Linked DNA regions of Hordeum vulgare: region 2 is linked to region 1. Evidence: chromatin contacts called from public Hi-C data. All regions are on one chromosome and are shown on one strand. Each heading gives the region's core, a stretch centred on a gene start, on an enhancer-like site or on the middle of the called end of the contact. The rest is flanking DNA. Distances are from core to core; before and after follow the strand shown. Region 1 holds the start of LOC123427544 (copper-transporting ATPase HMA5). Region 2 holds the start of LOC123427548 (BEACH domain-containing protein C2).

Region 1 (2,959 bases), core at 272-2,771:
GAAAACTTGTAAACATAAACAATAAGTAGGAACCATCAATCTAATTTTCCCAAATCAAGCCTCATACTGAGCCTGCAGCCTTGTGCACATCACAGTATTTACAACTAGGCATGTAATGAGAACCCAAATCGGCCACTCGATGTTTTAAAGTAGTTAGCAGTTTCACATCAGAAGCAAAGTTGTCTAGCTGTAGCCTTGTGAACCACACAAAGTCAATAAATGCATGAACTTTCAGGGCCACCACCCCTTTAAACGTTTCTCATCTCAAAAGGAAAACCAACTAAGGCCACATGAATCCCTCTCCTTGAGTGATGCTATTAACCATACGTGCCGGCATTGGTTGTCTAGCAGGAGTTTTTGTTTAGCCTCTGCCACTGGATTCTCCAAGACGCTGCCTAAATCCCTTCCTTAGAAGAAATTGGAAGAAAACCGTAGCGAAACGGCTGAACCTTAGCGAAGTATTTTGGGTTCAGAGTAGTTGCACAGAATGACACAGTTTTTCCTCTACAAATCTATAGTCTATCACCTCGCAAAGTAACCAATGCTCCCAATATCAGCCAATTTTGTGATGCTGGGACTTCCTAAAGCTAAAAATGCCCGTGTATCAGTTTTCAGGCTTCTGATAAGGACACAATGCATGTGACTTGACGTATAAGCACAGCACCAACCATATGCCCCAAATCCAAAGGGATGAATCATTGTACTGATCTATAACTGTACATCAAAAGTATGCACAGCATTTTCACAAAAGAAAATCTCAAAGTAATCACACGCGACCGTCTAGAATCCTAAATTCATCCCAACCCCACGCGCAGGTCGCCCCCCCATCCCCCCTAGAATGCAGAACGGCCGGCGGATGTTGGGCGTGCTTAACAGGTGCGGGAAGGCCGAGAAATCAGGGTGCTCTGCTCTGCTCACCGAGACGAATGCCGGGTAGAAGGCGACCTGCGCGCGGCAGCCGAGGACGTCGACGGCGGCGTCGTGGATGCCGGGGAGCCGCTTGACGGCCTTCTCCACCGACCCGGCGCACGCGGCGCAGGTCATGCCGGTCACTGCAAACACCGCCACCTTCTCCTCCTCCTCCTCCCCCTCCTCGTCCGCCCCCGCCGCGGCCTCCAGATCGCCGGCGACCGCGGCCGCCTTGGTGCGCCGCGGCATGGGCGGGTACCGCGGCCGCAGCGCGAGGCGGTGGCCGCTCCCCTCGGCGCCGCCGCCGCGGAAGCAGGCGAGGAAGACGGCGCCCCGAGTGCCCGCCGCCATCCCGAGAGAGGGCTTCCGGCGTCCGGGAATGGCGACCGCTGGAGCTCGCGACGATCGCTGCGGAGCTGCTTGGGGGCTGCTTCGAGCATTGCCGGATTTATAGGGCGGGGAGGGTGGCGCCGATCGTGTGCGCTCCTTTTTCCCGAAAATGAGACTGTGGGGAAAGCAAAGCGAGCTGCGCTCTAGTGCTCGCATCGTCGGATGTTAGAATATGGCCGCTGCACGTCAGTCGCGTAGGCGGGTGGAGAATTCCGGTATAACCGACTGGAAAGATCGAGCTGCGGACACAACGCAAAAGCAGTATTTGTTTGGGCTCCGTCGCGTGGCCAGCACAAAGGCCGACGTTGGCAGCTCTCGTGAACAAGGGCCGACGCCGCCACGGCCGTGCTTAACCATGTGGCGGCCCCCGATGCTGCAATACCCTCTCGTTTAGGGTTTTAGGACCTCCGACGGCGATCCGATCGCCGACGTGAGGATTATCGATCGCTGGGCTAGCCCGGGCGAGGCAATTTGGGCGCTTTCCACGGGGTGCGATGGCAGGAGACAATGGGTCGTCCTCCTCCTCGGGGTGGACTGGAAAGAATCTGGAGGACATGTTGCAGCACCTTGATCTGAAGGACGAAGTACTAGATGATGTGGTGGTGGGCGAAGAGGAGGTCAAGAAACTTGAGGCGGACGCACGGTGGCTTGCGATTTGGAAGTTGCACACCTCTCGGCCTTTCTCATCGGCAGCTATGTTTGAAACCCTAAAAACAATGTGGGGATTGGCTAAATCCCCGAAGTACAGAGAAGCGGGAGACAATCTGTTTGTGTTCCAGATGTTCTGCTTGGGGGATTGGAAGAAGGTGGTCCATGGAGGACCGTGGCTGTTCCGGTGCATGGGGCTTATAGTGGAGGACTATGACGGGAAGACGAACCCTGCGGAGGTGGTGCTCGATGGTATCCATGTCTGGGCACAGATTCATGGGATCCCTGATATGTATAGGAGTATGGACATTGTGGATCAGCTTGCCCGGCGCATTGGTAGGGTCAAGGAAATCCAACTCTCTCCCAGACTGTTCTACGCAGGTGGTTACGTGCGAGTTCGCGCGCGCATACTGGTTGGCAAACCTCTTACTAGGGTTACGGCTCTGGTAGTATCAGGGGAGGGCCGTCGCATGTTCCCTATCAAGTATGAGAAAACACCATATTTCTGTCAGGTTTGTGGACTTATGGGACACAACCATGAGGAGTGTGGTGATGGTGTGTGGGAGGCGAAGCAGAAACAATGGGGGAGCTGGATGCTGGCACAGAGGAAGGAGGTGGCGTCGGGTAAGAGAGATGAGGACCACGTAGGAAGAGGCGGTCGTTCTGGAGGGAGAGCAAGAACTGGTGGCAGGGGGCGTGGTGGTAACAAGGGCAATACATCTCCAGCTCGCAAGAGATCGTCCCAGGATGCGGGACTGGATGATGGACAGGGAGAGGAAGATGATGTTACTAGTCCTTTGAAAGCACCCAGACCCGAGGGAGAAGCATCGGATAATGATTCAGGAACCCGGCGTAGTCTGAACTTAGCTCTGTCGATCTGTCAGCATGAAAGCACAAGGGTGCGAACAGCATCTAGCAGCACACACAGTATGGGAAGTGAGAAGGATCAGACTGAAGGAGGGAGGGTGATGAATGAGGTTGACATAGATAAGCCCATTCCACCCCCGCCACC
Region 2 (2,858 bases), core at 185-2,684, 220 kb after region 1:
TCTAACGACGAGCACAAGCATTGAAGCGAGCTGAAGGTGTGCCGCTGTCATCACTCCTTCCTCAACAAAGCCGGGCAAAACTTGCTGTAGCAGATAGTCGAAAAGTCGTTGTGCTAAGGTCTCGTAAGACTAACGTACCAGAACAGCAACTGTCGTCGATGAAGATAAGCTTAGATCGAAAGTATCCAACCTAAAGACACACCGACGTAAACGTTCGAAGACTGGATCCGAGTGGATTCATCAATGACAACAACTGGTTTACCAAAGACAACAACCAACCGGATCCTACGAGATTTACCGAAAACACACCTTCATACGCCCCAAATGATACTAGATGCACCATTGGAACGGAGGCTAAACGAGAAGATCATCATTTCATCTTCAAAAAATCACCGCCGTCAGATTTTCCTAAACATCATGTATACCATAACAAAAAACAAAAGGCATAAAAACGAAAGCCTTCCACTAGCGGGATTCACCGCGTTTCTATGATCCTAACGCCATAAGAAACGAGGCCTAGCCGCCTGCTGTGTTAGCTGGGAGGTCCCATTTTTCACACTTTTTGTTAACAATAATGGGAAGCTTAAGTAACTTTCGAGGGTCTTGTACTTGTACCAAATACACCTTCCGACATTTCCTTAATTTATATAATCCACATTTTAGTGTCAACGGAATATCGTCTGCATTTTTTTTTAGGAAAGCTTATTTTTCTTTTGAGATGGCATAAATTGGTGTTCTCTTAATTGCGCATCAAATGGTGTTTATGATCAAGTATTTTTTTTGAGCAACTGGTGTTTATTATGATAAAGTGATTAGTCACTGGCTCGTTCCGATTGGCGCTCTTGTGTCGCCGCCAACACGGGCCCAGCTCCTAACCTCGCTTCCTTAACGGGCCTAAGCCCAAACCCGGAGCTGAAAAGTAAGCTGGATGGCCGGCTAGCTAGCTACTCCTCCAGCCAGCCGCAACCCGTGAACCGGCCGCGTCTCCTTCTCCCGTGCCCTTCCCCTTCTCTTCGTCAGTTCATCCATCCCATCCCATCCCATCCGCCTCCCCCTCTCCCTCCCCGGATCTCGTCACGCATCGCCGCTGATCCATCCCACCCCCCTCCCGGCAGCCATTTCCCCGGCCGCCTCTCAATTAGATCTGCGCTGATCCCCGCCCACATTGCGCGCCGCCGTTCACTCCGATCTCTCCCCCCCCTCTCCAACCAGTCTCCGCTTCGCTGTCCCACTATCGTTGACCGATTCCGCTCGCATTTTTATTCGGAGGGCTTTCTTCGGATGCGGTGTTGATGAAGTAAGCCCTCGCAATGGCCGAGGACGCCCGCGAGATGCGCGATTCCTCGCCGCCGCCTCCGGAGCAGGGCCCGTCCGTTCCGCTCGCCGACGCGGCGCCGACGAGCCCGGGAACGAGCGCGGCCACGCCAGCTTCGTCGCCGGCGCCTCGGGAGCAGGGCTCCGCGGAGCAGCTCGCGCCGCTGCCGTTCACCGACGAGGTGGGCGTCGAGGAGGCGGCGTCGAGTCAGGAGACGAGCGCGGGCACGTCAGCGCCGCTGCCGACGCCCCGACAGCAGGGCTCCGTGGCGGAGCAGTTCGCGCAGGTTTCGCTCACGGATGAGGTGGTCGCGGAGGAGGGGGTGTCGAGTCAGGAGACGAGCACGGGCACGCCGGGGCCTCCCTCTGCGCTTCAGGAGCAGGGCTCCGTGCAGCAGTTCGCCGCGGTTTCGCTCAGCGAGGAGGTGGGTGTTGAGAAGGGGACGCCAAGTCCGAAGATGAGCACGGGCACGCCCACGATGCCGCCGGAGACTTCGCCACCGCTGAGGAGTCGGCATCGGCCTCCCGGAGTGCCAGCTGCCGCGCCGCAGGAGGTGGTGCAGGCCGTGGATGCGGCGGTCATGGGCGATCGTGGAGGCCGGGTGGACTGCCTCCTCGAGATGGTCTCTGAGGGGCAGGGCGAGCTACCGCACTACGTCGTCGATGTTCTGCTCGGAACCATGGGCGGCGTGGATGACCTCGACGAGGTTAGGGACACCACTGGCACTGGTACTTCCCCGAGCATCATGTCCAACTCGCGCGCCGCCATCACTGCCGCTGAGCTCCTGCCTCACCTCCCCTGCAGCGACGAGCCATCACCACGCACTCGTATGGCTATTGGCCTGCACGCCGCGCTAGGGGCCTGCACCCGCAACCGTGCCATGTGCTCTTCCTCAGGCCTCCTATCCGTGCTCCTTGAGTCTGCAGAGAAGCTGTTCGTTGGAACAGGCCAGAGTAGCACTAGTAGCTGGGACGGGACACCACTGCTTCAGTGCATTCAGCTCTTGGGTGGCCACTCGCTTAGTGTGAAGGACCTCCATTCCTGGCTTGGCTTGGTTAAGAAGGCGCTCGGGACGAGCTGGGCCACACCACTGATCCTGGCACTTGAGAAAGCTATGGGCAGTGAGGAAGCAAGAGGTCCTGCCGCGACGTTTGAGTTTGATGGGGAGAGCTCTGGTCTGCTTGGTCCTGGCGATAGCAGGTGGCCCTTCTCGAGTGGCTATGGATTTGCTACTTGGATTTATATTGAATCATTCTCTGACACACTTAGCACAGCAACAGCCGCTGCTGCAATTGCCGCGGCTGCAGCAGCAACATCTGGAAAATCATCAGCAATGTCAGCAGCTGCAGCGGCCAGTGCCCTTGCAGGAGAAGGTACAACACACATGCCACGGCTTTTCAGCTTTCTCTCTTCGGATAACCAGGGTGTGGAGGCTTACTTCCATGGCCAATTCTTGGTGGTGGAGAGCGGGGGTGGGAAGGGCAAGAAGGCTTCTCTGCACTTCACTTATGCGTTCAAGCCTCAGCGCTGGTACTTTGTTGGG

The links. Hi-C and Micro-C count contacts between places; a contact is called where the count stands out from the background.
Region 2: a contact with region 1 is called in a Hi-C map of seedling, with 2.5 times the contacts expected there. The contact joins the promoter of LOC123427548 here to the promoter of LOC123427544 in region 1. A contact is called at or near these places in 2 of 6 Hi-C or Micro-C datasets (leaf and seedling).

Annotation. Positions count from the first base shown.
Region 1 is chr2H:593,744,891-593,747,849 of MorexV3_pseudomolecules_assembly, forward strand. It overlaps LOC123427544 (copper-transporting ATPase HMA5), which reads right to left and starts at 1,522. Exons shown (of 6, transcript XM_045111619.1): 1 at 919-1,522. The coding sequence starts at 1,455.
Region 2 is chr2H:593,965,021-593,967,878 of MorexV3_pseudomolecules_assembly, forward strand. LOC123427548 (BEACH domain-containing protein C2) reads left to right here and starts at 1,435. Exons shown (of 31, transcript XM_045111625.1): 1 at 1,435-2,858. The coding sequence starts at 1,773.